Regions from separate parts of the Oryctolagus cuniculus genome. Here region 1 is linked to region 2. Evidence: chromatin contacts called from public Micro-C data. All regions are on one chromosome and are shown on one strand. The core of a region is the stretch at or near the end of the contact, and the rest is flanking DNA. Distances in the headings are between cores, read along the strand shown. Region 1 holds the start of ROR2 (receptor tyrosine kinase like orphan receptor 2). Region 2 overlaps ROR2 (receptor tyrosine kinase like orphan receptor 2).

What was found. A called contact is a pair of places that touch in the nucleus more often than the background predicts.
Region 1: a Micro-C map of ear pinna shows a contact between it and region 2, with 7 times the contacts expected there. The contact joins the promoter of ROR2 here to the enhancer-like site in region 2. A contact is called at or near these places in 4 of 6 Hi-C or Micro-C datasets (ear pinna, psoas muscle, skin fibroblasts and 1 more).

Annotation. Positions count from the first base shown.
Region 1 is chr1:140,323,452-140,328,060 of mOryCun1.1, reverse strand. ROR2 (receptor tyrosine kinase like orphan receptor 2) reads left to right here and starts at 2,764. Exons shown (of 9, transcript XM_051847319.2): 1 at 2,764-3,127. The coding sequence starts at 3,043.
Region 2 is chr1:140,153,480-140,157,966 of mOryCun1.1, reverse strand. All of the region lies in intron 2 of ROR2 (receptor tyrosine kinase like orphan receptor 2), which reads left to right. Among named protein-coding and RNA genes, the nearest start is that of ROR2, 170 kb to the left of the region's middle. Within about 2 kb of position 1,381, at least 1 of the 8 cell types and tissues checked has an H3K27ac peak or open chromatin away from gene starts, as enhancers often do.

The sequences.
Region 1 (4,609 bases), core at 1,515-4,014, 170 kb before region 2:
CTTCCAGGGCTAGTTTCTAAGAGACACCAAGGCTTCTTGCAGGACCTCTTTAGCATCACTCCCTCTAGGGGGCGCTAGCTGCTATGTGAGGTTACCCAAGGAGCCGGGAGGCTAGGTAAGATTTCCTGCCCCGCATCTGAGGGATCTGTCTTAGGAGCACCCTCCAGCCCTGCTGTGACTTTAGATGACCTCAGCCCTGGTGGGCAACTTCCTGCTGCCTCCTGGGAGACCTGAGCCAGTACCACCTAACTAAGCCCCTCCAGAATTCTCCACCCCCTAAAAAAAACTAGGTGAAATTAGGAAAGCATACTGTTTAAGCTATTCCATTTGGAAGTTATTTGTTATGCAGTAACTGATAACTAAAACAGGTGGGAAGTCATATTCTGCTAACTACTGGGAAAGTGCCAATTTTTTTCTTACTGTGTTTAACCCTCAGTTCCAACCTTCAGTTCCAGTTCCTTTTCTTAGAGAAAGAAAAGGAGGGGGAAGGGAGAGAGAGAGAGAGAGAGAGAGAATCTTCCATCTGCTGGTTCATTCCCCAAATGGTTGCAATAGCCAAGGCTGGGCCAGGCTGAAATGGGGAGCTTCCTCTGGGTCTCCCACTTGGGTGCAGGGGCACAAGGACTTGGGCCATCTTCTGCTGCTTTCCCAGGCCCATTGGAAATGAAGCAACCAGGACTAGAACTGGTACCCATATGAGAGGCCAGTGTTGAAGATGGCAGCTTAACCTGCTAGACTACAGTGCCGGCCCAGATACAATCCACGTTCCTAACTTCCACCCAAGAAATGGTCAGGAAAATATAGGTTGTTGTTTAAATTATTTTTTTAAAAAGATTTTATTTATTTATTAGAAAGAGGTACAGAGAGAGGTAGTGACACAGAGAGAGAAGACCTCTATCTGCTGGTTCATTCCCTAAAGGCCACAGGGCTGGAGCTGAGCCGCTCCGAAGCCGGGAGCCAGCAGCTTTTTTGGGGTTTCCACTTGGGTGCAGGGCCCAAGCACTTGGGTCATCTTCCATTGCTTTCTCAGAAGCATTAGCAGGGAGTTGGATCCGCGGTGGAGCAGCCGAGACTCGAAGCAGCGCCTATAGGGGATGCCGGTGCTGTAGGCTGGGGCTTTAAACCGCTGTGCCGCAGCGGGTTAAACTTTGGGGGCAGGTTAGTGGGTTCGGAGTCACATGAAACAGCCTGCAGGGGAGCCCACAGGTCATTTTCCTGAAGGTCACACACAAATGGATGGCGGAGTGACCAAGGATCAGGTTCTGGAACTGCACCCCCAGCCGTGCAGCCTGGAGGGCAAGAGGCACCTCCTGTTCCAAGGTGCACAGTCGCAGGGAGAGGACACAGCCTTGCCTTACGGTGACTCATTTTTCAGGATGGAGCCCCCAGAGTCCATCTCTGCAATCCCCGTCTGGTTTTCACCAGATCCAGAAGGGACAGGTTTGCAACGAAGTGCTTCAGGACTGACTCTTACAACCTGACTCACTCTAAAAGCTCCTTAAGGGCTCCCCAGGGAGGGTGAAAGGAGGAAAAACCCAAACAGAAACACATGGCCGTCCTCAGCCAACACCCCAGAGGGCGGCCCCCCTCTCAGACTGGCACCAGCGAGGGCAGAAGGCTGGGCTGGCCGTGGGGCTCCGGGTGGGGGTCCATGAAGGTGCATCATGAGGAAGCCCCCACATTTGCAGCAACCCCTCCTGTGGGTGAGGGAGGAGAACCGGGTGCTACGTTCCCCCTGGTACAAACGGGGCACACAGGGTTTGTCAGCTCACCATAGCAAGAGGACTTTGGTCTTCTGTGCTGTCAGAGGCACTGGGAAGGCAAAAAAAAATTTGCTGGTGTGGGGTTGGGGGTGGAAGGGGGGCAGCTCTGAGGCTTCCGCCAAGGCCAGGATTTTCCTTAATTCTCCCCAATTAACAGGGAATGGTGCCGTAGCACAAACACCAAACAAACCGCTTGCTAATCAGTTAAAAGATAAATCTCACAAAACAAACAATCGAGATACTGGAGAATCCAAATCCTGTCCCCCCAGAGAGGTAAGACAAAGAACATTCCTCGCTTACAAACAAGAGGGTCAGGCCTTCCAGATCCAGAGCCTTGCATGTGCCGAGAATAAGCAAGAAAAAATGCTGTTTGAATTGCGTTCAAAACGTCTTTTACAAGTGAGGCAAATTACTTCTGCATGTTCTGGGGCTCTGCTGAGAACAAATAGCGTTCTGCCTTTAATGGGTAAAATTACACAATTTGCTTTTAACATAAACCCAGAGCCGCGGTGGCTTCAGATAGCATCGCACTCCCGCGGGCTGCCTCCACGCGGTCCCACTGCCAGCAGTCCCGAGCAGTCTGGAGGGACACGGTTGTCGCCACGGGCATGGCAGGGCGCCGGCAGTGACAACCTGGCGCGTCTCCGGTTCCTGCGGCACCGCCGTCTTCTGGGACCGGGTGGAGGCTGGAGGCGCACGCTGTCCCTTGTGATCTAAGGTCCCCTAGGTGTCCCGGCTGTCCAGAAGGTGGGTGGTGACTGTTTACGGGAGCCTCTGCGGCGTGGGCAGCCCCGGCGAAATCCACCTGGACGCTCCCCAAGGACACACCCTGTGTGCCAGCGACCCTAAGCGCAGGCTGGGGAGGGAGAGGCGGCCCCTGCGCCCCGCGTCTCGGGCGCCCCACCCGCCGCCCGCTGTCTCTCCGGCAGGGGGCGCCGGCGCCGGCCTCGCTCTGCCCATCGGGGCGGGCGAGCAGGGGACCCTGCCTCCTGCGCGCCCGCCCGCGGTCCGCCCCCCGCGCTAGTCCCAGCGGCCGGCGGGACGCCCGCGCCCGCGCCCGGGAGCCTCCCCCAGCCAGCCCGCGCCGCGGCCGGAGTGGAGCTGCACCTCTGGGGCAGGAGAGGAGCTCGGCGACGAGATCCTCGAAGGGGACCGACTTGGGAAGCGCGGGAGGAGGAGGAGGAGGAGCGGACGCGCGCAGCCGAAAGGGGTGGTGGCGCCCGGCTCCGCAGCCCGAAGGCCGAGTGCGGAGGGCGGCTCGGCCCTCGCGGCCAGCGGCATGGCCTGGGGCTCGGCGCTGCCGCTGCGCGCCCCGGCCGTCTGGGCGGCCGCCGCCTTCCTGCTCTCCGTGCCCAGGATCTCAGGTAGGACCCGGCGCACCCATTCTTTGCTCCGCCGCCGCGCCGGCGCCCGTGCTCCCCAGCGAGGGGCGCCGGACAGAGCCTTTCCGCACCGCGCCTGGCGCCAGCCTCAGCCCCGCACCCCGGCCCGCGCCCCCGGGGCCACCCAGGGCTGGTTCCAATAAGCCGAGATGCGGGGCGGGCTAAGTGTTTCCAGAGGCCGGGGGCTTTCCGAGGGTCGTGGGGTTGAGCGCGCGTCCGGGGCCGTGGACCGCGTCCACCGCCGTGCGCCCAGGATCCCCGGACTTGGATCAGCCCTTCCTTCCCCGAGGGTACCCTTTCCGAGCTCACAGGCCCCAGTGGTCGCTGCCTGATCCGGAGGTCCCCACTCCAGGTGCTCGGCGGGCGCCCTGCTTGGACAAGACCCGGGGGAGCACCCGGGGTTCCTGGGTCCCGACCCTCCGTCCCCTGGGCCGCTCGGTGGAACGCGCTTTGGCTTGCCTTTTGTTGGCACTCGAACTCCCCTCTCCTCCACCGGGAATGGCCGAAGCGCGGCTTCTTGGGGGGCTGGGGTCAGAGGAGACACCCCCCCCCCCCCCGAGGACAGAGGAGAAAGCGCGGGGCTGGAGGCGTGGAGCTCGGCCATCCGATGGTTTGTTTCCTCGAGGGGAGCCCGCAGCTCTCGGGGGGCCCCTGGCGCAGGCCCGGCCGCGTGGACCTGGGGCGCGCTCGCCCCGGGACGCGCACAGAGGGCCTGCGGGGAGGCTCAGAGCGGGGTGTGGAGGAAGGCAGCTCCCGTCCGCGCCGAGCAGACCCCGGGGACACCTCCGGCCTGCACGCCCCCCGGTGCGGACTTGGGACACCCAGCGGGCGTGGGGAAGGCGGGCGGGGCGTCCAGGCCTCGGAGGATGAGAGACCGACGTGGGACGCCCCTTACACGTCCGTGGGCTGCCGTGCTCGCCCCGTCCCCCTCCCCACCGCGTTCCGGCAGGCAGGTGAGAACAAGGCGACTGTCGCGGGCTGGGGGTGGGGGGCGCTCCGCAGTTTCCGCGCCCTGCTGCGCTCGCTCTGCGCGCCCCGGGTGTCCGGACCTGCAGCCTGGGAGCGGCCCTTCCTGGAAGCAGGAGTGGGGGTGGGGGTGGGCTTGCGGTGTAAGCAGATGCGGATGACGTCAGGCGCTCCCGGTCCCTTGATTTGGGGAGGGGGTCTTAGCTTTGTGTCGTCGCTGTGGGTCAAAGCCTGAACCGCTGGGAAGTCAGCACTGTAAGTTCGTTAGTGACTTCTCTGGACTAATGCACCCCCAGTCCCTGTAGAGTCAGGGGGCCCCGGTGCTGGTGGCTGCGGGGCTGCCTCCACGTGCGGGGTGCGGGGCTGGGGTCTTGCGAACCGCGAGGCTCGGGTAGGTGCTGAGGGCCTTTGCTTGCAGCGAGGTTGTGCCCAGAACTGGAGAGTGGCCGTGTTGGGGGTGCAGTCACGTCCACATCGCCGCCGTCATCTCCAGGGGAC
Region 2 (4,487 bases), core at 132-2,631:
CACGTCAGGCTGAGGTTAGGGATAGGGCGCTGCTGGATGAGTTGCTTACCTGGGATCTGATTGCCTGCTGACTTTGTTAACTCGGAAGTGCTGGGGTTAAAAACCGTGTGTGCTTCAGTGCGTTCCCAGTGCCGAGGGGAGTTTCAGTGCGAGTTTGGAAGCTTGCCCTGGACCTCTCCGGGGGTGGGGGGGCACTGCAGCCCTGATTGCAGAGGTAACTTGTCAAGCACGCGTGCACTTCCCCATGTATGTGTGTGTGTGTCTGCATGTCCGTGTGCACACGTGCAAGATTACAAAAGCAAAAAAGCCCAGAATACCCGGCCCTGTTTTCTTTGTAGTCTGGTAGGTGCTGCAGTTCTGAGCTGGGCTTGGCCAGAACACAGGCGTGCGTACCTCGTGGCTCCAGCAAGCCCAGGGCCAGGCCTTGAGTGTGGTTCTGCTTTGGCTCAATCCCATGATAGGTGCACTCCCCCTGCCTCCCTCCACCACCCTCTAGGAGGGGTGCAGGGCCTTGCTTAGCTCACAGCAAGCACCCAGAAGCAGTGCCTACTGTCCTGCTATTTGAGAGTGTCACAGTCATGATTCCTGGTGGATCCATCGGCTCCTAAGCACCAGGACCTCCACACCCTCTGGGACAGGACTCATGATAAACGGTCCCCTAAGCCCCCGTGTTCCCCTGGCAACCTCTGGTCCTGTGGTGTGACTTGACTTTTGAGGGACAGCTCTCGTCCCATAGGGGACTGCAGCTTCCTTCCTTTCCAGCCCCTCACCCTCTAGGGGTGGAAGGAGCGCCTGGCAACCCCATACTCTTGATCCCTGCCCTTTTGTTCAAACTGCTTCTGGGAGTGTCATGGGTTGGCCACATGTGGCTTAAATTAAATATAAAAATAATAACTGGAGGCACTGTAATAGCCATTTCTTTAATCCAATTACTGTTTACGATGCACACCCATCTGCAGAATCAAGGATAAATTGGCTGGTGGGCCAGTCTGTCCATCAGTGACCTGACAGCTTTACTTGGGTCTGAGCAAAACAGAATCTAAGAATTGACTGTAAAAGACTGTGCCAGGGTTTGGCATTAGCTGTCACCCCTCTGTATCTCTGGGTTCCACATCCGGGCATTCAACTAACTTGGGATTGAAAATATTTGGGGAAAAACAATGTGTCTGTACTAGACACGTACAGAGTTTTGCTCCTCGTCATCATTCCCTCAGCAGCACAGTGAGATACTTGTTTACCTTGTGTTGGATATTGTAAGTAATCGAGAATTAAAGTGCTGCAGGACGTGTGCAGGTTATAGACAGCCACTGCTCCATTGTCTCTAAGGCACTTGGGCTCTCGGGGATTTGGGTGTCTGTGGGAAGCTCTGGTAGCTACCCCCAAGGATGCCAAAGAATGACAGGAGTGGACGTATGTGAGAAAATGATCCCAGGGCGTGTTGTGACTTACAGATGAAAAGCTGGCCTTGAATATCCGTATGCCAAAGCACCACGGTTATTAGGACTGATGCTGGCTTTTGGGATCCTGCTGTAGCACCAGTCTAGCAAGTGAGTGGAGGCTTGCTGGGAGTTTTGCATTCCCTGTTACGTCGGACATGCAGTGTGTATACACACATGTATTTAATTGCCTTTGTTCAACTACTTACAAAAGCTTACGTTTGGCCTAGAAACCATTTGCTCTTTTGTTCCAAGGCTATATTTGAAATGCATGTAATACAGCCCGTGTTTTGTAAAATCAGTGCTTTGGAATGTTGTGGGAAGTGGAGAGAATTTCCCAACGCCAGGAGAGGTGGGGCTGCTCTTGTCTCTCCGCTGGCCCCCTGTGTTCTGGCTCGGCCAAAATAGACGCAGCTGCGCAGCTGCTGGCCAGGGGGAGGAGCTGCTCGAGGCCCATGTGGAAGCCCCAGGGGGAGCTCCTGACCGAACTGTGCGAGGGGAGGGTGGGGTTACAGGTGCCGGGGAGCAGATCCTGGGCTGCCCCTGCCGTCTGTGACAGGCTTTGGCACGGAACTGAACAAAAATTGTCTTGCAAAGAGAAAACAGCCATCAGCGGAGTTGGCTGCATTGCCATGGAGACAGTGCCTGTTGCTCTCTGTTTACCGAACGCCAGTTTCTCAGTTCACATCGGTCATGCGTGCTAATTGGCAAACATGTTGCACGTGTTTCTGGTTTATTTGCAAACTTTGTGTGTGTGTGTGTGTGTGTGTATGATGCTTCTGTAGGTTTCACACAGACTGGGGATCCCTCAAAGCTAACCACGCAGAGAGTGAACACAGAATCCTGATCACAGAGGCAGAACGAATGCTGGGTCTGTGATTGAGAACGTGGGCTCAGCATGGGCCTGTGCCCCGTGACTCTTGGCCCCCAGCTGAGCTTCCCTGAGCTGGCCAACGATACTTTCCAGGCCTCAGTGTGCTACTCTGCAAGATGGGCACAGTGACCGTCAGTCTCGTGGTACTTCTGAGCTCGCAGTGAATGGGTAGTTGTGTGGCCAGTGCCAACCCCAAACCTGGCTCCATGAAGCCTTAACCTTGGTGTCCATGTGCCTGACATCCCCTTGGGATGGGTTGGTACTCCCTAGAACATGGCATACTCCCTAGGGTCCAGAACAGAGCCTGAGAGGTACTCCGTCCATATCCTCTGGCACTGATGGCCAGCAGGTGACCCAGGGTGCAGAACACTGGGGAGTGTGTCCCTCCTGTCGGATGGATAGAGCATGCTCCCTGAAGTCTCCTCATTTAGACAGCACAGAGAACGGAGTGGTAGGGCTGAGGTTTACCAGATGGCCACAAGGCAGACTTGGGCACCTTCAGCGGCGGATTGCACTGCTGCTTCCAGTCATCTCCCTGCAATGAGAGAGACTCTGTGTCCTCAGGGAGAGCAGAGTGGGCACATGTAGAGCAGAGGGCAGAGCACGGTGCTGCAGAAATGTGGGGGGAAATCTGGGTACCCAGATGGGTACCGATGGACGTGGCCCCTGAACGTTTCCACAGCAAGTGTTTGCTGGAGCCCACTGCATTGTCGGCACTGGCAGCACCTCGGTGGGAGGTGGTGAGGTCCCTGCCTTCCCCCGGACTCGCTGCCTGCCTCCTCTGAGTAGACGAGGGGCGATCAGGAGGCAAAGGGTGGACAGGGACAGAGGACGGGGAGCAGAGAGGCCAACCAGTGAGCAACAGGAGGACCCGGGTTCCAGGTGCCGCAGGAAGGTGGGGCCGGGATGGAATGAGCGGTGGTCAGGGAGGCTGTGGCTTACTAAGGAGGGGATCTAGAGGCAGCATCCGGCCAAACCCCACACAGAGTTGGGGATGCTCCAGGCAGGAGGTGGGTGGGGGCTGAGTCGCTGTCCCTGGTGGGGTCCTGCTTGTGCACCTGCTCAGCTCTGCTCTTCTGCTCCCTGGGTATGGGGACACTAGATATCCAGGCCAGCACCCTCAAATGCCTATCTGGGGGCCTCTCTTGGACTCAGAGCTGAAAGATTCAGAGGGCCCCCTGCCTCCCACCACCAGCAGCTCATCCCCTGCAGGATGCAGTGAGAACCAAGGAGTTTAGTAAGCTGTGCTCACTGCCTTGCTGGTCCTGGGAGCTCTGAATTCATTTTGCAGGGACATCCATGAGCTTGCAGTTGGCTCTCCACATGTGTGCACTCAGCCAACCTTGCATTAAAAATATTCAGAAAACGAAACAAAAGCAGTGTCATTACCGAGCGTGTACAGACTTTGCTCCCCTTGTCATTATTCTCTAAATAATATAGTAGACCAACTGTTCACATAGCGTTTGCCTTGTGTTAGGCCGTAGGAGTTATCTAGAAATGTTGGTGAGCATATGGGAGGGTGTGCCCGGGTCTATGTATTTAAGGGACCCGGGCATCTGTGGATTTGGGTATTGGTGAGAAACCCTGGAAGCACTCCAGGGTCATCGTGGTTCAGATGGATCTGCTACTGTGCAGCATCTGTGGCCGCGGCCACTCTCGTCTGGACATCGTGGGGGTACGTTTTGTTTCTGTGTGACGTGGGGAGTGACAGCCTCCAAGGCCAGGGCTCTCAGCCAGCCGAGCACTAGGACCCGGTGGAAGAGAGACCTCCCCCAGCCAGACTCACTGTCTGGGAGCGAAACAGACCTGTGGTTTTGGAGTTGTAAGCTCCACAGCGCCCAGGAGATGAGGACCAATAGGGACCCCTCGTGATCTACAGGGAAGGCTCTTTCTCCATCTGTTGGCTGTGCCTTTGCAGGGCCCACTGGGCTGCCGAAGATCTGGGTGAACTGAGCCATCCTTGTGGGCGCCAATGGATTTCAGGGCGTGCCTGGCCGACTGCCGTGGGCAGAGTATGGGCCAGGCTTGTCACGCATCTGTGAGCCCCCCACGTGAGCCTGGGCCCATGGGCCTCCTGCTCTCAGCGAGGTGATTTCTGCCTCCAGGGCTTACTTTTTTTTTTTTTTTTAATTTTTTTTTTTATTTTTTTGACAGGCAGAGTGGATAGTGAGAGAGAG